Linked DNA regions of Pan troglodytes: region 1 is linked to region 2. Evidence: chromatin contacts called from public Hi-C data. All regions are on one chromosome and are shown on one strand. Each heading gives the region's core, a stretch centred on a gene start, on an enhancer-like site or on the middle of the called end of the contact. The rest is flanking DNA. Distances are from core to core; before and after follow the strand shown.

The links. A called contact is a pair of places that touch in the nucleus more often than the background predicts.
Region 1: a Hi-C map of stem cell-derived neural progenitor cells shows a contact between it and region 2, with 4 times the contacts expected there. The contact joins two enhancer-like sites. A contact is called at or near these places in 2 of 7 Hi-C or Micro-C datasets (blood and stem cell-derived neural progenitor cells) and 1 of 1 other capture datasets (stem cell-derived neural stem cells).

What each region holds. Positions count from the first base shown.
Region 1 is chr1:170,032,942-170,037,852 of NHGRI_mPanTro3-v2.0_pri, reverse strand. The region is part of intron 1 of LOC129143807 (a long non-coding RNA gene); the gene reads right to left. Among named protein-coding and RNA genes, the nearest start is that of NFIA, 110 kb to the right of the region's middle. Within about 2 kb of position 3,437, at least 14 of the 24 cell types and tissues checked have an H3K27ac peak or open chromatin away from gene starts, as enhancers often do. A contact at or near this core is called in stem cell-derived neural progenitor cells, where this site is marked.
Region 2 is chr1:169,548,538-169,553,581 of NHGRI_mPanTro3-v2.0_pri, reverse strand. It overlaps NFIA (nuclear factor I A), which reads left to right. Exons shown (of 11, transcript XM_001157327.8): 11 at 4,603-5,044. The coding sequence ends at 4,620. Among named protein-coding and RNA genes, the nearest start is that of TM2D1, 280 kb to the right of the region's middle. Within about 2 kb of position 2,856, at least 12 of the 24 cell types and tissues checked have an H3K27ac peak or open chromatin away from gene starts, as enhancers often do. A contact at or near this core is called in stem cell-derived neural progenitor cells, where this site is marked.

The sequences.
Region 1 (4,911 bases), core at 2,188-4,687, 480 kb before region 2:
CACAACAAACGACATCAGCATATCTATGACAAAGGATTAAATTCAGTTTAATTCAACAAGCCTGCACTGGACCCTTATTCTAAGTAATACAAGCATAACTTAAGAATTATTCATCCAACAAATATTGAAAAAACAACACTTGTGACTTACTGCGTTTTGGGAGACACATAGTTGATTTCGATCTAGATAACTCTCTCAAGGAAGCTGCAGTGTGGTAGGAATGATAAGACTTGTACATAGATAAGTAACACCAATGATAGAAAATGATAAATATCATTTTTAAAAAGAGAAGTGCAGATGGTGAAATTTAACAGGAAGGATAAGGAGATGACCAATTCCAGGAGATGGGCAAAATCTATTCACTGCCTCAGTTTCCCAATGCATTCATTCATTCACTCAATAAATACAACTTGAATCATTGCCCTATTCCAGATACTGTTAGAGTCAGGCATGAAAAGTAGACTAGAAGAGAGAGAGAGATGACAATTCCCTGGAATTAATACCTTAATATAGGTATATACGAGATACGGAGGGAAGAGAGAGGAGGGAACTTCCCAGCCTGCCTGTGGTGAGGGTCAGTTAGCAAAGGAAGGTTTTGTCAAGGAAATGACCCTTTGCTGAGTGTGAAAGAAAAGGGAACACCTCAGGAGAAAGAAGAGGGAAGCCACAGCACTCTAGGCAGAAAGATAACAAAGATTCTGAAAGGGAGAGACAGGGTGCATGTGGGCAGAGGGTGGGGGATGAGGCAGGGGCGGAGGCATAGGGAGCCTCTGCCAGTTTTCTCAGGGAAATGGGAGGTGAGGTTGACAGACAAGGAGGGGAGGTGGTGTGGTTTGGGGAACTGAAAAGGCAAGATAGGCTCTGGAAGGCTTCTCTGGGAAATGCAAGAAGATACTAATAAAGAACAAATAAAAGACAGTTCCAAGGTAGAAACCACAAATTTTTATGTGGCATTAAGTACACATCATAATGCAAAATACTCCAAAAATACTTAGTGCTCTGGGCATGAGAGTAGAGAAAGTGGAGAGAACATATCATTGGACAGACAGAGCATGTGCGTGTGCAAGGGAAGGGGAGGGGTGCCATGAAGAGTTCAAATGCAAGTGTGTGGAGTCTGTCCTGCCTGATGGACTGAGAGAAAGTGGATCAAGGAGTTGGAGCTGGAATGGCAAATAGTTTTCATCTCACGCATCAACTCCAGTTGATGGAACCTGTGCTGAGAAGGATCCCAAAGCAACCTCTGGGTTTAATAGGAGAGTGGCATGATCAGTCTGTGAGGTTCTCAATGAGCTGGAAAGAGTGGCAACAATCACACCAGGCATTGGCCATCTCTGGACCAGAGGCCAGACAAGGCTGTGAGAAGAGAGGAGTAAGAGAAGTAGCAGGACAGGGGGCTGTGGCCAGAGTGAGATGTTGGAAGGTGAGGTTTCGTGAAGACATCAAGGCCTAGAACATGGCTAGGGAAAAGTTTGGCTGACTGAAGAACAAGGCACAATCTAGTGTTCAAATACCTTCATGCTGCTGCTCTTGCCTCACTGAAGAGGTAAAGTGTCTTCAGAAGACATGTGACATAAGGGAATGGTGGATGGTTGAAGAAACACTTGGCTGTTCTAATGTAAACAGAAGAAGGAGTGGGAAGCTCTCATTTCTCCATCATTATCAGGCTCTGTTCTCAGGAAGCCAGAGAAACCTATGGCATGCTGCCTATGCAGGCCTCCTCCAGACCCATGGCTCAGACAGACCCGCCTAAACTCCAGCAGAGAAACAAGTCCCTGACCATTCCCTTCATCAGGGCAGGCAGGATGCAAGCCAACAGCTTCTCCTCCAGTGAGCCAATCCCATTACTTTTTTCCTTTTTAACTTTGTAAGAACACGTAACATGAGGGCCACCTTCTTAGCAAAATTTTAAGCACACAATACAGTATTATTGACGATAGGTAAAGCGTTGTACAGCAGATCTCTAGAACTCACTCATCTTGCTTAACTAAAACTGCATGCCCATTGATTAACAACTGTTCATTTCCCACTCCACCTAGCTCCTGGCAACCACCATTGCACTCTTTGATTCTACGAATTTGGCAATTTTAGATACCTCACATAAGTGGACTCATGCAGTTTCATCTTTCTCTGACTGGTTTATTTCATTTAGTTTAATGTCCTCAAGATTCATCCATGTTGTCACATATTTTAGAGTTTCTTTTTTAAGGCTAAGTAATATTCTGGGATGTGTGTGTGTGTGTGTGTGTGTCTGTTCCACATTTTCTTTATCCATTGATCTGTTGTTGGATATTAGTTCATTTCTACATCTTGGCTATTGTGAATAGTGCTGCAATGAACACGGGAGTACTAATATCTCTTCAAGATCCTCATTTCAATTCTTTTGGATAAATACCCTGTGGGACTGCTGGATCATATGGTAATTCTATTTTTAATTTTTTGAGGAACCTCCATACTGTTTTCCATAGCAGCTGCACCATTTGGCATTCCCACCAACAGCATGCAGGGTTCCAACTTTCCCACATCCTTGCCTGAATCTCTTTTTGGATTCTGGAGTGACAGTGTCTCAGGATCTTGGCAGGGAAGGACCATCACCTCCTCATAATCCGTGCCACTCTGGAGGGCTGAGCACACGGTTCTCCTTGTTTCCCTGTTTGCCAGCTTGCCTTGTGGATAAATGCAGAGAAGGATTCAGGATTGGAGGGAAGGGTGAATTCACGGCCCTACAGAGCATGTCTAAAAGCATTTGTCAAAAAAAGAGTTAATGACTGCTTCTCTGCGGGAAGCCCTAAAGAAATGAGTGTTCTGAAGTGTAGAACATTCGCTTTTACGGTAGGTGGTGTTATTGTTACATGTTCATACAGACAGTGCTAATTAACAATCCTAAAGGCCACATCATTAAATTATTTCTCCGCTAAAAATCCTATGATGTTTAATGCATCCCAGCAATTCAATTATATCTAAAACACTGGCCTGAACGGCAGGCACTATTCTGTGGCTGACAAAGTGCAAGTTGCTCTTAAGAACAGGTGAAGCTTAACAAGGAAAGAACAACATCTGACAAACTACCTCCCTGCTCTTCTCCCTAACATATACCCTAAGAATAAAAACAACAGTGATATTCCAAGAAAATTAACGTGGGTCTTACCTTTGCTAGACCGGCGATGAAATATAGGCTTTACCAAATTTTCTGTGAAGAATCTGACAAGATTTTCTTAAAAGATTTCACCCAAAATAATCAAATCAGTGCCCTCAGATCTATTTAAGGTCCATCGGGTTTCACTGTTTTTTTCTCTGGATCCTACCACCCATCCTTTGTCATTTCTAACCACTGCAAATTGCATTTTGGGTTTGAACTTGGGGTGACTTCATGGCTTTGGTCTGGGTTTTTCCTGGATGTGTATCACAGTCAGCAGAGAGCACTTTGAAGAGCACACAAAGCCTCTTTGTCTCCCACTCAGTGAAATATCTCAAGTACAGAGCGCAGTGAAAAAGGGCTTCTTTCCAGCTTAAACACACACACACACACACACACACACACACACACACACACAAAAGAAGCTCTTGCCCTTCCCTGCCGCCCCCAGCCGCTGTGGTGAGACAGTCTCTGCACAGGCACAGGGCCCAGTGCAACTGGCCAAGTGGCCTCAGTCCTCTGGACAAGGCTTGGCAGGCAGCACCATGACAGAACCTCCTGCTTGGAAGGTGTTGGTGCCGAGACTGCATCTGGGAGCAGCACATATGTGATTCCACTAGTTTTTACACAAAGAGGCAGACTATGCCAGTGGCCAGCTGGCCAGCTGGGCACTCATCTGCAACCTTAGAAGCAGGAGTCAGGGAGCAACCCACTGATCCTCTTGTCATGATCTTCCCAAGTGCCCAGTTTCCACATAAACCATTTCCTCATCACTCTCCTCCCTAACACTATCCCAACAGTACCCTCAAGGAGGCCCCACTCAGCTCTATGAGGACAGGGGGCTATGTATCTCCTTAGCTCCATACCACCAAGCACACTGCCTTACATGGAACACACTCTCAGTAAAGGTTTCTTGGATGGAAAGATGAATGAACAGATAGACAGATGGATGATGGGTGGGTGGATGAGTGTGCGCATGGATGGGTGTGTGCAGGGATGGGTGGGTGGATGGATGGGTGGGTGGATAGAAGAATCTTATAAACCATTGTTCGGATCCTGGCTCAAACATTTTCTTTTTGTGAGATCTTGGGAAAATTACCAAAACTAAGATACTACAAAACTAAGCCTTTTGGTTTTTTATCTATACAAAGAATGATAGCAGTTACGGTGGAGATTGAGAAAATTCAGTAAGCACCTGATAGTAGGTGCTCTGTACACATTCATGGTTTTTACCCAGGAACTGTTTATAGATTATCAAGTCCCTTGCTTCTGTAGGAGGTCTTTCCTATCACTGTCGAATTCATTGCTCACTTGCATCTCTCCCAAAGGGATGGCAGAGGAAAGGTAGTAAAGGGTGCTTAGACTGGAGTGAGGACTACAAGAGGGAGCACCAGTATTGACTGGGGATGCAGGGTTTCTAATTTTTCTAGCCCAGAAAAATTCAGACAGGCATGGTTTGGAGGAGACCTGGGTTCCAGTCAAGGCCCTGTCCCCAACTAGCTGGATAAACATGGCATGATCACCTCTCCCTTGTGGTCCTAGATTTCTTCTATGAGATAAACTCATATGATTGCATGAATGCTGAAGTCTCTTCAACTCCCAACTCTGTGATTCTATCCTTCGAGATCCACTTAACATCTTCTTACCTCCTCATTGAAGCCTGTCCTGACCATTCCTGCTGACAATAAATTCTCCCTCTTCTCAGAATCTGTGACTCTTGTCTGCGCTATGTGTCTGGAAATTAGTTCACGTCATGGCCTTGCAATGATGATGATAGC
Region 2 (5,044 bases), core at 1,607-4,106:
ACCTCCTTCCGCAGTGTTAAACTTTGCCCTTGTTGAGGCCTTTTGTTTAAGTGTTTAATCTGAAAAACAGATTCTGCTGCATCACAGTCCACTCTGCCCTCTGCCCCTGCCACCCCAGCACTCTCTGCTCCTTTTAGGGGTTAAAGTAAAATATAAAATACAAAAAATGTTTCTCAGACATTTTTCTTTTTCCTCTAGAATGTGCATCCTGCCCTCTTAGTAAAAAGAGGATGTAAAAAGCCTTTTAAAAAGTTGTTGCACACATTAGAGCATTTGTTGCTAACGCAGGGGTTGAGGCCATGGCCCGCATCAGCTGTGTCTTCAGCAGCCCCATGACCACATTTTGGAAGATGGCCCCTGTGTTCTGATTGCTCTCTGTGAGGCGTACGAAATGGAAGAGATTGGCACCGTCAGAGGTACCTTCTGCCATTTCAGGCTTCCTGTTTAGAATGCAGTCGGATAGATATTGTTTATGGTTCATAAAACCTGACTACTGTGAGTATTCCAGAATCCCAGCGGAATGGGATTCGAACTTTCATGGAGCTGTAAATTAACGGGCGGCAAGTGTGATAAAACTCCTTAGAGAACTGTGAGGGGAAAAAGTCGTGCTGCAATGGTTAAATGAAATTTTATAAGCACATTCAGTGTGGAGCTGTTTTGCATTACATGAGTTGAATACCTTAGAGACGCCACATCTGCAGGCACTTTATTAAATCCTTAGTCAGCACTTTTCCAACCTGATGAGATTACTTCTTCATTTGACTGGAGAAAAGGAAAGCTGAGCTCTTGTCCTGGACTGCAGATTTCTTTTGATGTTTCACCTTGAACATTGAAAGAGGACAGTCACCCCCCTTCCCTCCCCAGTCCCGCTCAGCACATCCCAAACTCTAGACATTGTGAATGTTACCGACTAATTTTACGTAACTGGAGCCTTGGTGGGAGGTGTGGATTTGTGGACCTCCACAACAACTATAGCTGAAAGTTTCTGAGGAAAAAATAGATCAAAGCTCTGTGTTTACTTAATGTAAATGTATCAAGATAACATCATCTTATATTGCATTGTAATAATGCCACTCACTGCACATAGGGAGGGAGATTCCTTTGTAGTCCATTTGGATACAGTAGGGTAGATTAAGGGGCTATAAAGTACGAAGGCAGAAAACATATGAAACCTATGCTTATGTCACTAAATGTCTGAGGATGGTTTTTGTTTAATGTGTTCCCATTTTCCCAGTGATTTGCTGCTCAACCCCAACAATCGAATAAGCTCAGATTTCTTTTATGTTTTTCCTATATGACCCAAGAAGAAAATATGCAGAATCATTCCTCAATTAATGTTCTAAAATTTGTACTGCTTGCATAATAGAAATTATAAGAAAATATCACAAGAGAAAAGTAGGCTTTTACAAACATTATATTGTCCATCTGGTGTTACTAGCAGCTCATGGAAGTTTCTAGGAATTGACTGGCTTACACATGTGTGACTGTCACACTCATCCCAATGGGATTATGAGTGTCTTTACAAACTGATTAGGAGAAAATTCAGGGAGATGTATGAATTATTATTATTATTATTATTATTAGAACTATCTGCCATCTCTGCAAATAAATGATTTAATCAGAGACTTCAAAAAAAAAAAATTCCCTGTGTGGTTCCCCTAACCAACTTCCTATTCTGGAAAACCTTGGTCAAGTAGCTGGGTTAATTGTCATGAAGATTAGTGTGATGTTGAAATAAGTACTAATGGTCAAATTATAGGAGTGAACAAGTTTAAGAATAGGTTTTGGTTTGGGCCTGAAAGGGTTAATTAAGGTTTTTTCACGGGTTATTAAAGACCCCCAACCTCTGCCTTCAGGAGTCATATTGACACCCCACCACAGGGCAGCTCAGCCCCTCTATTGACATGTTGCTGGTCAGAGCACAATAGCCTTCTGTGTCTGCAAATCATTGCTAAAATCATCTCAAGGAAAAAAAAAGTTTGAAAGCTTTAACGTTAGACAAAAGCCCAAGAGTTGCAGCGCGCAGCTCAAAAACCTGGAGTCAGCAACTTCTATTGATTAAAAACTAACCTTTAAAGTAACTCTGAGAGTGTGTGGTTAGCATTTAAATTTAAACATGTCATGAGTTGATTTGTGTTACTGAATACCAACTCAGAAGGAGTAACATTCACATCGCATTTTTTTTTTCTAATTCCCTTAAGCAGCTAAAGTATTTCATGAAATGTCAATAGGGCAAAAAGAAAAAGAGGAGGGGGGCTGATGCTGGGCCTGGTAGTTTTCTTTCCCATGCAAATATCCACCCCCCAAAAGAAAAGTGTGGAGAGTGAAACACAATAATTAGTCCTTTGTCTAACTTTCCCAAGTGCCAGAGAAAGACAGATTAATTAAATATACAACAGTGTTGGTTTTTGGAGTGGGGGTCTTGCTTGCTGTGTAGGTCATAAATTAGGCAGAATAAATACTTCAATGTGTTTGCAGTGGGCCTGCTACGTCAGAACCACTGGAAGGTTGGTGGGAGGAGAGCAGAGGGTTTCTTGCTAATGATAGTCACGTCTGGGTCTGTCTGGTTGCTCTTAGCAACCAGACATGATGTAACACCAGGATGAACTTGAACTTGGGGGACTTGAAAAGAGAACAATAGACCAGAGCAATCAATAAAGCCTATTTCAGTGAAGGATTACAGAGCTGCTCTGGGGTAACCTTGTCGGCAAGGCACATACTGAATAGTAAGATGTGTGAAGAAACTTTTTTTTTTTTTTTTTTTTGCGCTTTGCTTTTTAAGAGAAGTGCAGAGGCACTGCAGATTTTTGTAGTGCCCTGAGGTCTCGTCCAGAAACTGTGGTGTGGAGAACTGCTCCCCCTGCTGACTCACTGGGTGCCAGGCCTTTGCTTCAAGAACTACCTTAGTGTCAGATTGAAGAAGTCTGGAATTTCACAACCGACTTAGAAAGTGTGAAAACAGAAATAGTAAGCATTATTCCCCGCACCCAAAGTTTGAGCCTGTTTTGTAGAAGGGAGGAAGCGGCTCTAACGTGGATGAGAGTCAGCTGTTAGGTAGAGGCCTACTAGAAACACGGTTTGGGGCTTGCTTTCTCTCTCCTTTCTCTCTCCCTCTTCTTTCTTTTGTCCAGCTAGATTTAGGCCATGTGTATTTGCCAGGCTGATTTCCTTTCAGGACACAAGAGGCTTTATTGTGTTCCTCAAAGCATGTGGTCAAAGAATAACATCTGAAAGTCTACAGGATGCGTAGTTTTTCGGTCTGGGCTTAAGTTTTTTAAACTCCTCTGGAAATCAAAGGTGGCTTGTGTGACTAGGAAATCTTATACCAAACTCCATGTAGCTATCACTTAGCCATTCATCCCTGGGGACCAAATGAGTCCTTACGTTACCTAATGGAATCTCTTCCACAGGGATGATCCTTCACTTGCCTGAAGCAACCCAATCAGAACCCTTTCTGATACCGTCAACTTAAAGAATTCAGAAGCATTGGTTTTTGTTAGGCCTTGGTAATTTTTCTGTAAATAATGATAAATGTAGTGAATTTGTCAAGGTATCTCTAGAGAAAAGTCGGCAAAAGCCACATACTTTTTTATTTCACTGGAGAAACTAACTCTGATGTTAGTCCATAATTGCTCATTCTGTCTAGCTAACAGAAAAAGAAATGCCAGCAGATAAAGTGATATATGACCAGACAATTGCTCAAAGCTAATCACCTAAGGATTTACGAAAGGAAAAGGTAACCAGTAACTGGGCCTGGCAGGCACACAGAAGGCTCTAAATAAATGCTGCATGGACGCAAGCATGAATGAAGGGTACGCAGTGGCCTCATTTTTCTTTTGGACAATGTGGTACTTAATAGAGTAAAATCTTGATCCTGCTTAGTTATTATGTTTCATGCTTGAAAATACCATTTTAGATATATTGGGCTGAAAGGAGCATCTTCCCTCATAAAATCCTACATATGTAAGGAAGGAAAAATACTGTGACTTGCTCAAAATCACCCAGGAAGACTGGGTCCAGCACTTTTTCCACCTTACCTCCACTTATTCTTGTGTCGCTATTGACCATCTGGGCCTGTTAGGAGAGTGTCACAATCATGGCTTCAGTGCCTGCACCTCATTTGAAAGGAGAAGTTGAAAATCATCAGAGTAGCCATTCATTGCCACATGAAACCCCTCCCTTCACCCATTCTCCATTCATTCAACTCTTCTTCATTAAGAACGTTCTGTATTCCAGGCACTGGGCTAGGCACTGAGGATTGAATGATAAACAAGATGGTCAAGTTTCCTGCCCTCCTATAACTGCCCCCATCAGTTAACAAAACCCTTATTTGTATTTCAAGTGAACAGAAATACCTCATTCTGTAAGATACACTCAGAATGTTGGAAAACCCCAACGAAGACAATGAATTATAATTTCAGAAGAGTAAGATCAGTTTCAGTGTCACAGGATTTTTTATTGTCTGTCGTGCCTTTACTTTTCCCAGCGAATCCCTCCCGCATCCCTAACGTAGATCCTGATTTCGTGGTTGAAAAGGCAACTTCTAAAACACACGTTTTTACAAATTGTGATTTTAATTGTATTTTTCCTTTTGTCTTCCAGTCCTGGTACCTGGGATAAAAGTTGCAGCGTCCCACCATCCACCAGACAGACCACCTGACCCCTTCTCAACTCTGTAACATGGACGCAACCTCAACCCAGCGCAGTTACAACTTCACTGTCAGTGGAAGGGGAGAAAAACCGATTCAAATCAACTTGTACATGGAAACAGCAAGCATTATGGTCAAACAGCAAAGGCCATAACCTTTTGGGATTTTTTTTTTTTTAAATACTTTAGGGACTGTTGTAATTTCTCATATGGTGCTGGAAATGGTTGGGCTTTGTAACATTTGAAGTGTTTCCATGGTAGCGTGAGCATTAGGTGACGTGGCTAGCGGAGGACTACCCTTGCTCACTGACTTCCTGTTGTAACACACTTTCCTTACGGAGCCTGGCTGTTTCACAGTATTTCATGAATTTACCCACACAGGTGTGATCCTCCTTG